2 separate regions of the Mus musculus genome follow, and region 1 is linked to region 2. A link is a contact called in public HiChIP or PLAC-seq data. All regions are on one chromosome and are shown on one strand. Each heading gives the region's core, a stretch centred on a gene start, on an enhancer-like site or on the middle of the called end of the contact. The rest is flanking DNA. Distances are from core to core; before and after follow the strand shown.

Region 1 (4,701 bases), core at 346-2,845, 380 kb before region 2:
AGACTCTTCTCTCTGTTCAGCCATCTCTCCAGCTCCCTGCACTCCATACTTTTGATGCTAAAGGGCAGGATTGAATTATAGCTCTAAAAATATAAAAGCTTACAACAAAATCAAGTTTACTAGTGAGTTTTCACACAAAAATGGCCAGGAAAATAGTATGTAGTAGTACCGTGTTCTCTCTAATCTGAGTTCTGCAATGTTCTAGAAGGTTCGTTTCCTGTTTTCTTGACCTCAGCTCTTCCCGAGTCCCCTTTATCCCTGTTATTTCCCAATGTTCTGAGAAGACAACATATAGGCAGGGGTGCAGAGAGCCTGGGTGGCTCACGCAGCAGCTGGGAGCACAAAAATCTGTCTTTGCAGGCTTGTCCAGGTCACCCACACTGCCCCAGCCTGATCACTAATCCTATAAGCAGAGGAGGGGAGGTCATGAGCTGTGCTGTTACCTCCAAGGTTCTCAGGGGGTGCAGTGCCCACCCCAGGTGGCCGCTTACTGCACTTGGACTCTCCACCTGTCCCATCAGGCGGGTAGATGGCAATGTTTTCACTTAGGAAACAGTACAGACTCAGCACCCTTTATTGGTCAGCTTAGGCCATACATGGGGCTTGAATTTAGGTTTGCCTAACTCCTGTCACTAAGATGACCTCAGTATCTTGAGGACACTAAGTGTGAACCCCTTTACACAGAGAGGCACTGATGTTGGCCCAGAGTCTCCCAGCTGATAGTGGGGGGTCTAGACGACACTATTGGAGCTCCCTGTAGTGGGTGTCTGAGGTCCAAGCTCCAGCCCAGACCAGGGGTGTCACAGGAGATCCCCAACTACCCCTTGACTGACCTTGGTGACCTTCCCTGGTGCTCTCCTCCCTCCAGGACAGCTGTTGGAGGGTGGGAGGGGGAAGAGGTGGCCCCTCCCATCACTGTCTGTCTGTCCTCTGCCACAGGGTGCCGAGACCAGGAAGCGCTCGCCTACACTCAGCAGCCAGTTCAAGCGGTCTCTGGAGCTGCTGATGCGCACACTGGGCGCCTGCCAGCCCTTCTTTGTGCGTTGTATCAAACCCAATGAGTTCAAGAAGCCCATGGTGAGCCTCAGAGGGGATGTGGTGGGCAGGGGTGGAGGGTGGGAAGGGAGGGGGCAAAATGGATGAGGTAGGTGGGCAGTGGAAAGAAAGCCTTGTTCTCTCTGGAGACTAAAGGGCTTGTCAAGTTGCTGAGGGCATAGGGGCTCCACAGTCACCTTAACCTTGGCTTTGCTATCTCCCAGCTGGGCGGTTGTACCTAAGTCAGACACTGCCCTGTGCCTCGGTGTCCTTGAGAATGAAAACTCCCCAGAGACCATGCCTGAAGATTGTAGAGTGCCTGTTAAGTGCTTAGTAAATACAAGTGTGGCTCGTGCTGGGGCCCCTCCCTTGAAAGCTCTCTTCCTCTCAATTCAGGGCCCACCTCCTCCATGAAGTCCTTCTGGACTCCTTTGCCTGAAGGTCCCTCTTTTTTTTTTTACTATTAGTGACAGCATTTGTTAGCCCTTCCATACACCGGATAGAGTCCCTTTCAGCATATTGCCTATGAGGAAGTGACAGTCGTGAGTTGTCACATGGGGGCTCAGGGATTGAGGGGCTCAAGTGCCATAGGCTGACTAGCTGCTAGCTCTCTGTTTCAGGGCAGGCCCTGCGAGGTGTTGTTTATCCAAAGGAGGGGGGAGGTCCAGGGGAAGCTGGGTGTGGGGCTTAGGGAGGGAAGGAAGGCAGGGGAAAGTGGCCCAGAGGGAGAGGAAACGGGCTACGGAAGCTGACCTTCCGCACACGCTGTCCCCGCCAGGAAATCGGTTCCCAGAGTGGGTGAGTCTCATCCTCTTCAACCCTCTGGAGCAGGGCAGCAGGGTGACATGGCTGGGCACTGGCTCCCTGAGGCCTTTTCCCAGCCCAAGCCTCCCCCTTTGCCGCAGCTTGCCTCCTCCCCTCCCCTTCCAACATCATTCATGTTCTTCATTTATGAGAAGATCTTGCTGTGTAGCCCTGCCTGGCCTAGACCTTGCTATACAGATGAGCTCACAGGGACCTATCTGCCTCTGCCTCTTGCTTGCTGGGATCAAGCATGACCGACCCCCCCTGACATGATGCTATTCTTAAAATAAATCCTGCCCAAGAATTTCTGCTGCAAACCTTCCCTGGCTCCAGCCACCCATGGGACAAGGCCCAGACTTTAGCCTGGTCTCCCTCAGAAGGCCCCGGGCCTGTTTTCTGCATTTTCGGTCCATCTGAACTCAGGGTGTAGCCCTGCCCTGGAGCTATCACAGTGGCTACCACAAGGCAGTGCCTCTTCCTCAAGGCAGCACAGCCAGCCCCTGGGGAGTTGTTAAAACAGCTGTGGTTGTGCATGGAGGCCACTTAAAGGGGAGCCTGGGGTTGTGTGGAGTACCCACCTCCTGGCCACTCCACTGCATCCTGGCCTAGGCTCTTCAGCCCCCTCCTTGTTCCCCACAGCAGGGCTTACACTTTAAACTTCTGCCCCTCCCCACACGCTCGTCCTCCTCCAGCCTTGGAAGAGCCTTCACTAATATCCATGAAACCGCCTGTGTCTTCTCTTTTGAGATCTGGTCCCACAGTACACGGTTGTCCACCTGCAGGTCCCCACTTCCTGCTGCCATGTGGGTCTGACCAACAGACCTTGCCTCCTGCCTGGCTTTGCTCTTAGGAGGCCTCGACTTCTCTGTGTTTCTGTCTGTGCTGGTCAGACACGGGGCAGGGCCTGCATCCCAGTAGTGGCCTTGCCATGATGCCTTTGGTTCTGGCCCGGCAGCTCTTCGACCGGCACTTGTGTGTACGCCAGCTGCGATATTCGGGCATGATGGAGACAATCCGCATCCGCCACGCAGGCTACCCCATTCGCTACAGCTTTGTGGAGTTTGTGGAGCGCTACCGGGTACTGCTGCCTGGTGTGAAGCCAGCATACAAGCAGGTACGAGGCCGGGTACACCAACAGGGCAGAGGACCCCAGTTTTATGGGTGACAGTGACTGGTGGAGCTTGACATCTACTTGACCAAATCAGGTACTGCTACAGGGTAGAAGGACACCCTGGAAGGCCGCCATAGTGTTTGCCATTGGCTTGAGGAGAAAACAGATTTCATAGAAGGCAGGGCCAGGCTGGGTCAGTCAGACAGACCTGTCTCTCAATCTTGAGAAGGACACTTGGGGGGGGGGGGGCCTTTCCATTAGTTATACTGTCAATACCCCTGTCTTCTGCCCAGGGTGACCTCCGAGGGACATGCCAGCGCATGGCTGAGGCTGTGCTGGGCACGCACGATGACTGGCAGATTGGCAAAACCAAGATCTTTCTGAAGGTGAGTGCAGCCTGTTCTAGCTGCCATGGCTTTGCTGTGTTCAGAGGCCTCCATGCATGGGATGTTTCTGAGGGGGCTCCAGGGTATCTTGGTATGTGTGTGTGTGTGTGTGTGTGTGTGTGTGTGTGTGTGTGTGTGTGCATTAGAGATAACTCATGGTGCCAGGCACTGACTCCAGGTTAGGGCTGGATGACAAAGTGGGTTGTCTCGTCAGATCCGTACCAGGCATTCAAACCCTGAGGGATCTGAGGTGTTTGGCTTGGGGGCTTCGGACAAGTTACTTAGCATATCTGCCTTCCCTTCTGTCTATGACAGGCTGGGCTGGTGATGGTCTAGAGTGGACCTCAGGTTCCTTGTGGTTTCTGCAGGCAGAGTCATGAGGGTCAGCTGTGTATTATTGTCTGTGGTTCTGTCTTAGCATCCAGGTACAGCAGTTAGGGCTCCTGGCTACCACAGCCTCCTAGGAAATGGTGAATGAGAGCAAGAAACTGGGCCTGAGCAGTCATGGCCCGGAGAGCAGCTGCACGGAGTCGGTGTGGGCTTCCTCATTTCCATTTCCTCTGTCCTGGTTACAGAGCAGGGCCCCTCCTCTGTGGGGGCAGGGCTGGATGCAGGACAACTGGGAGAAGAAAGGGGGCGGGGTGGGGGAAGCAGCCTTTAGTGGGGTCTAGTTAGGGGTCTATTTAACTCCTCTTGATGTGGGATTTGAGTCAGCCCCTGCGTCTCCTATGCAGAAACAAGGGCTTCAGCATTGGGAAAGAGGTTTGCGTTCCCTCTGTGTTCCTCGACAGCCGGTTGGACAGAGTTCTGTGTGCACAACCTCCCAGTGTCTCCATGCTAGTGGTGTGGGGTAGAAAGTTCTGTGCCCAATTCATAGGTTCAGAGAAGAGCCAGGGACTGAAGTCAAGCTGGGGGATGCAGGGGGCAGGCTACTGAACTGGGCTCTCAAGTGCCAGGCACGTGTTAGAATAGAGAGCAGGAGGGATGGTGAAGGCACCTACACCAGAAGACTCACAGGGCCCACTGTCCTCACGCTCATACATCTGTACCCTTTAGGAATACTTCTAAGAGCCCACATGTCCCAATGCCATCCCCCCATCTGCCCGTTCTTCTGCTCACTGAGAAGGCCGTGGTGAGCTTCTGAGTCTCACCCGGTGTCTGTGATTATAGACAGGTTATTGTAACCTTCCCCTGTGAGGCTCAAAGGCCAGGCTGCCAATCAAGGACACATCTGCCTGCTCTTCTGTGGCTCTCACACACTACCCAGCACTATGTATACCCATGGAACACTTCATATATGTATGTTTGATGTGTGTATGTATGTATATACATATACGCATGCATGCATACATATACACACATATT
Region 2 (5,307 bases), core at 1,735-4,234:
TAAGACATTATGAGATCTCTTCATGGGTGGTTAGCCAAGGGCTGGCGAGATGGCTCAGCGGGTAGGAGAACTCACTGCTCTTCCAAAGGTCCTGAGTTCAAATCCCAGCAACCACATGGTGGCTCACAACCATCTGTGCAGCTACAGTGTACTCACATACATAAAATAAATAAAGAAATCTTTTTTAAAAAAAAGAAAAAGGCCAGGCCAGGTGATATGGTTCAGGCCTTTGATACCAGCACTCATAAGGCAGAAGCAATCAGATTTCTTTGAGTTTAAGGCCTGGTCTACATATCCAGTACTGTATAGGATAAAGCCTCTGTCACATGACATACTGTCTAGTCTCCACATTTTCACTCTGAAAGTGCTTCCTGCAGTTGACATTGTGTCAGCAACATCAACCAATAAGATTAACCAGAATCTTCTTGCACAAAATGCACCAGGTACCACACTGTTCACAATATTCTCTTTTTCTTCACAACCTGTGATGGTAGAAAGTACCTGCTCAATGGCTTTAAGGAGGCTAAGCTGAGATAAAGCAATAGAATGGAAGTAACTGTAATGAAGGTGAGGTGCGTGTGCCAGTGGGAGAGGGGGCACACAGAGAAAGATCAGTGTCACCAACACTCACATGCTGACTTATCACTGGGCACAAATCGAAATTCAGAAATGGGTTCAACATCATCATTGTCTTCCTCATCTTCATCAGAGAGAGGTTCTTTTGATTCTTCTATAAGAGAAATAAAAGTAAACTTTTTAGACATTTAAAGGTTTTGTTTTTTACGGCTTTACTTCTGCATGCCTGTATAAGCGTCTATGTACAAAATACATGCAAGAATCACAAGAGGACATTAAGTCCCCCGGAGCTAGAGTTAGAAGCACTGTGAGTCACCTAACATGGGTCCTGGAAACCTAACTCTGGTCTTCTCAAAGAGCAGTAGGAGCTCTTAACTGCTGGTCTGTCTCTCCAGTCTCAAGGAATAAAAACTTTTAAATAAAAAAGTATTTACTTCACATTTTAAAGACCCTGGAGCTAGATCCTGACAGTACTGACCCAGATTAAACAGTACTGGTAGCTAGATCCTGACAGTACTGACCCAGATTAAACAGTACTGGTAGCTAGATCCTGACAGTACTGACCCAGATTAAACAGTACTGGTAGCTAGATCCTGACAGTACTGACTCAGATTAAACAGTACTGGTAGCTAGATCCTGACAGTACTGACTCAGATTAAACAGTACTGGTAGCTAAGATCCTGAAATACTTGTTGTACTTGAAAAGGAGAAGCAAATATATACACAAAAAATATAACAAACAGGCTAGGAATTTACTGGTATATCTAAATATTGCAATTCACTTTTTATTGGTATTACTGCAGAGCTGGAAAGCGCTCAGCAGGAACACACTTGTAACGCACGCACTGAGCGCGCATCACTGGGAGCACTAGGACTATTTCAGATACATGGAGAGTTTGTAGATAAAACAAAATGTCCAAGGAGAACAGGGGCTGAAAATAATGGCTTAGTGGTAGTGACTTTGCACAGGAACTCGTGGGTTCAAGTCCTTGCATTGGGAAACTGATTATATAAATATATCAACAGATACATTTTAAAAAGGAACTCGATAAAAAAAGCCAGTTGCAGAATATACAGTATCATTTACATTAAGATTTTAAACATAAAACCATTACATTGGGTGGAGGCATAGACATATTCAGTAAAGGTTAAAAGCACATATAGACGGGCTAGAGAACTGGCTCAGTGATGAGAGCACTTGTTACTCTCGCAGAGAGCCCAGACTCAATTCCTGACACTCACCGTAGCTCGTAACTGTCCGTAACTCCAGTGCCAGGAGATCTACCCGCTTCTTTTTGACCTTGACAGGTACCAGGCATACATGTGATGCAGGCAAAACACTCACATACATGAAATAATAATAAAAACCAAAACAAAGCACAGACAGGAAGGACACACGCTACCTTTACAGTACTGTTTGAGTCAGAGAGTAGAGGATGAAATGGGGAGCCCCACAAAACAGCTTTCGAATTGGGCATAGTGGCACACATCTATAATTCCAGCCAGGTAGATCTTTATGAGTTCAAGACCAGTGTGATCTATACAGTGACTGCCAGGAAACAGAGAGACACCCCCCACCCAAACAAAGGGCAGCTTTTAACAATATTCAGTTATTTTCCCTTAAAAACTTATAGTATCTGGGAAAAGCGATATAGAATTTATACTGAATACTAAATAGAATATATATTTTCTATGTTTGAATCACTACACAGTTAAAAAAAAATAGATCAATAAAACTGATGCCACAAAACGAACATGTTTGCTGAAATTAGCAATCTTAAAATACAAATCACGGGCTGGCGAGTGGCTCAGCAGGTAAAGCACTTGCTGCATGTGCCCAACACCACTGTTCCATCCCCAGAGCCATTGAAAGGCGGAAAGAACCAAATCCATATGTACACACATGTACTGCACACACTAATAGAAACACAAACTGGGCTAGATAAGATACACATGAGCAGATGGGCTGGGATGCAACTCAGTGGCAGAGTGTGCACCAAGCACATTCACAGCCCTGGATTCAGTCTTTAGCTACAGCAAAGAAGAGAAAAGTAAAAATTTACACTTAAAGGTACCATTAAAAAAACCTTTAAGTCGGGTGGTGGTGGTGCACTCCTTTAATCCCAGCACTTGGGAGGCAGAGGCAGGTGGATTTCTGAGTTCGAGGCCAGCCTGGTCTATAAAGTGAGTTGCAGGACAGCCAGGGCTACACAGAGAAACCCTGAATCGAACCACCCCCCATACCCTTTAACCAACCATGCATATGAAGCAAAACTGGAGTGACACTTGTTAATGTAGTAAATCTACCTGCCGGGGCGTGTCAGTCTTCACTGTAACACCATGCTGAGCAATCACACAAAGGAGAACTGATTTGGCTCCTGGTCTCAGAGGCTGACAGGGGCAGCAGGCTCCACTGTTACAGAACTGAGTCATGGTGGAGGGGTGAAAGAAAGCAAGTCACTCCCCTTGTGGCAACCAGGAAGCAGGGCGTAGGTAGGAAAGGAAGAGAGGGAGAGGAGAGGAAGGGGAGGGAAAGCCAGAGTGCCCACACTGCAGCTGCTGCCTCCTCCTTTCCTTCCCTCTGGGTGCCAGCTACAGATGGCTATCCACATTCCCCTCAACTCCCTGAATGAGCTGCCCTTGGAGACCCTCACAGATATACAGAAGTACACTTTACTTTGGGGTTTCTCCATCCAGTGAGGCTGACAAGCTAAGCAAGGGCATTCACTAATGCAGTCCTTATTTAACACAAGGTCAGTGTAGAGGAGCATGAAGACAGACAAGCAAAAGAAAAAAACTGGCCACTGAGAATACCTTTAAGTAACAAATTTCATAGTTTAGTTCATTTTCTGTGCTGTTTCCAATGGCACGTTATTTAATATATGTATCTTTAGTGATCTAGCAGAATAATACACATACTGGAAAATTCTAAATCACTGACTTAGTCACAAGCTCCAAACTTTGCCAATGCATTTTAAAAAAATGTGTCACCATACTACAAGTACAGTAGTAATTGTAACTAACTACAGTACAGTAGTAATTGTGTAAGAATAACAGTCCAGGATAACAATAATTCAAAGTGCAGAGGAAGTGCCTAGTGTCTAGAATCTTTTCCCAGAAATAAATAGTCACTGGTGGTGGTGGTGGGGGGGATAGATGCAGGTGTGAAGGTCTGACTGGTATGCTTGCTTGTATAAGTGTATATAAGTGCCCTAAGTAGAACCTAGGCCTCTAATCTTTTTGTTTTGTTTTGTTTTGGAGACAGGGTCTCTCACTGAACCTGGGGCTCACTGTTTTGGTGAGAATGGCTGGTCCTTGGGGGCTGCCTATCTATGTTCCTGCAGTGCTCGGGCAAAAGGTGCAGTTTTAATGTGGGTGCTGAGAGCCCAACCCCAGATCTTCATGGTTATACTGAACTGAACCTACTGAGCCATCTATACTCTGGAAATAACCACCATTAGCAATTTCTTATAGTCTCAGGAACCTCCTTTAAAGCCACGATGGAAAGAACTGTAGGAAACTGTTGGTACTGCCAGGCACAACCCTATCCAGTACATGAGGCCCTCCCTGGGCCTCAGCGGCACTCAGGTGATTATAAGTTTACCACATGTTAAAGGTTCAGTCACCAACCCGTGGTGCTACAGGGGGTTAGCAGAATCTTTCAGAGATGAAGCCATGTGGAAAGTGAGGCTAACATAATCCTCTAGTAATTTAGTTTTGTAAGAAAACTGAGACTCATGAGAAAATGACTTGCCTGGCCTGTAAGGCACAGCTTCCTTACTGGAGGGCTTGGTCCTTTATCCACTATCACTGAAGCCCCGCCTCACTAGATTTTTGCGGGCTGGACAAGTAAGTGCCTTCGCTCAGTGCCAATGCCAGACAAGCTTTAAGGCATTCTGCAGCAGCAGCGATTTTGGTTTTGGAGTTTGAATTCAGATGCTTGAACACATTATACCACGGAGTCACACCTCTAGCTCCAACCCATCAGCATTTGGAATTGACAAGAATACTTTTAAAGTTTTCCATTTCAAATACCACCTAATAATTATCAATTAAGTCACCAGTCTGTGGTGCTAGTGGAAGTTAGAATCTTTAGGAGGTGAGGGCATGTGGAGGCTATCCTCAAGGGGAATGGGGGCCCTCTAAGTTTTGCTTCCTGGCTGTCATAATGTGATCAGGTCTTCTATTTATTGCCTTAAAATCCCCTCAACCATGTGCTCTGGCCATGATATGCTGTGCCAACACAGGTCCAAAGAAACCTGTTTGGAAACCAGATGAAAATAAGCCAAGATTTGTGACTCATAAGCCAAAATAAGCCTCTTATTAAATTGATTATCTAAGCTCTCTTGTCACAGCAATAGTATGCTAACTAGCAGTTATAAAAATCGCAGTTGAATTTATTTAGTGTTATGGTTGGATTCTAAAATGTCCCCAGAGACTCCTGTTTTGAACACTTGCTGCCCAGTGGATAGCACCAAGACACCACGGGCAGGCCTTTGAAGGTTCCACCCATGTACCCTGCACCCTGGTCCTCTGCCAAGTGGACAGCTGCTGCCCACACGCCTGTTACCATGTTACATGTTCTTCACCACGATGGACTGAAATATCTCTGAAATTGTGAGCAAAACAAACAAGTAAAAAATCCTGCTACACTCCAAGGCCTGAGGAACTTTTGACATTTCCATATCTTTTTTCAAATTTCATTATATTTTTATCTATCTTTGAATATTT

What was found. HiChIP or PLAC-seq counts read pairs in DNA pulled down with a chosen protein or histone mark.
Region 1: a contact with region 2 is called in an H3K4me3 HiChIP or PLAC-seq map of bone marrow-derived macrophages, with 3 times the contacts expected there. The contact joins two enhancer-like sites. A contact is called at or near these places in 1 of 39 promoter capture datasets (cranial neural crest) and 2 of 115 datasets of contacts at active chromatin or transcription factors (bone marrow-derived macrophages and embryonic stem cells).

Annotation. Positions count from the first base shown.
Region 1 is chr7:98,081,760-98,086,460 of GRCm38.p6, reverse strand. It overlaps Myo7a (myosin VIIA), which reads left to right. Exons shown (of 49, transcript NM_008663.2): 16 at 940-1,077; 17 at 2,795-2,953; 18 at 3,244-3,336. Among named protein-coding and RNA genes, the nearest start is that of Myo7a, 35 kb to the left of the region's middle. Within about 2 kb of position 1,595, at least 76 of the 459 cell types and tissues checked have an H3K27ac peak or open chromatin away from gene starts, as enhancers often do. A contact at or near this core is called in bone marrow-derived macrophages, where this site is marked.
Region 2 is chr7:97,707,123-97,712,429 of GRCm38.p6, reverse strand. Clns1a (chloride channel, nucleotide-sensitive, 1A) reads right to left here. Exons shown (of 7, transcript NM_023671.2): 3 at 632-730. Among named protein-coding and RNA genes, the nearest start is that of Clns1a, 13 kb to the right of the region's middle. Within about 2 kb of position 2,984, at least 54 of the 459 cell types and tissues checked have an H3K27ac peak or open chromatin away from gene starts, as enhancers often do. A contact at or near this core is called in bone marrow-derived macrophages, where this site is marked.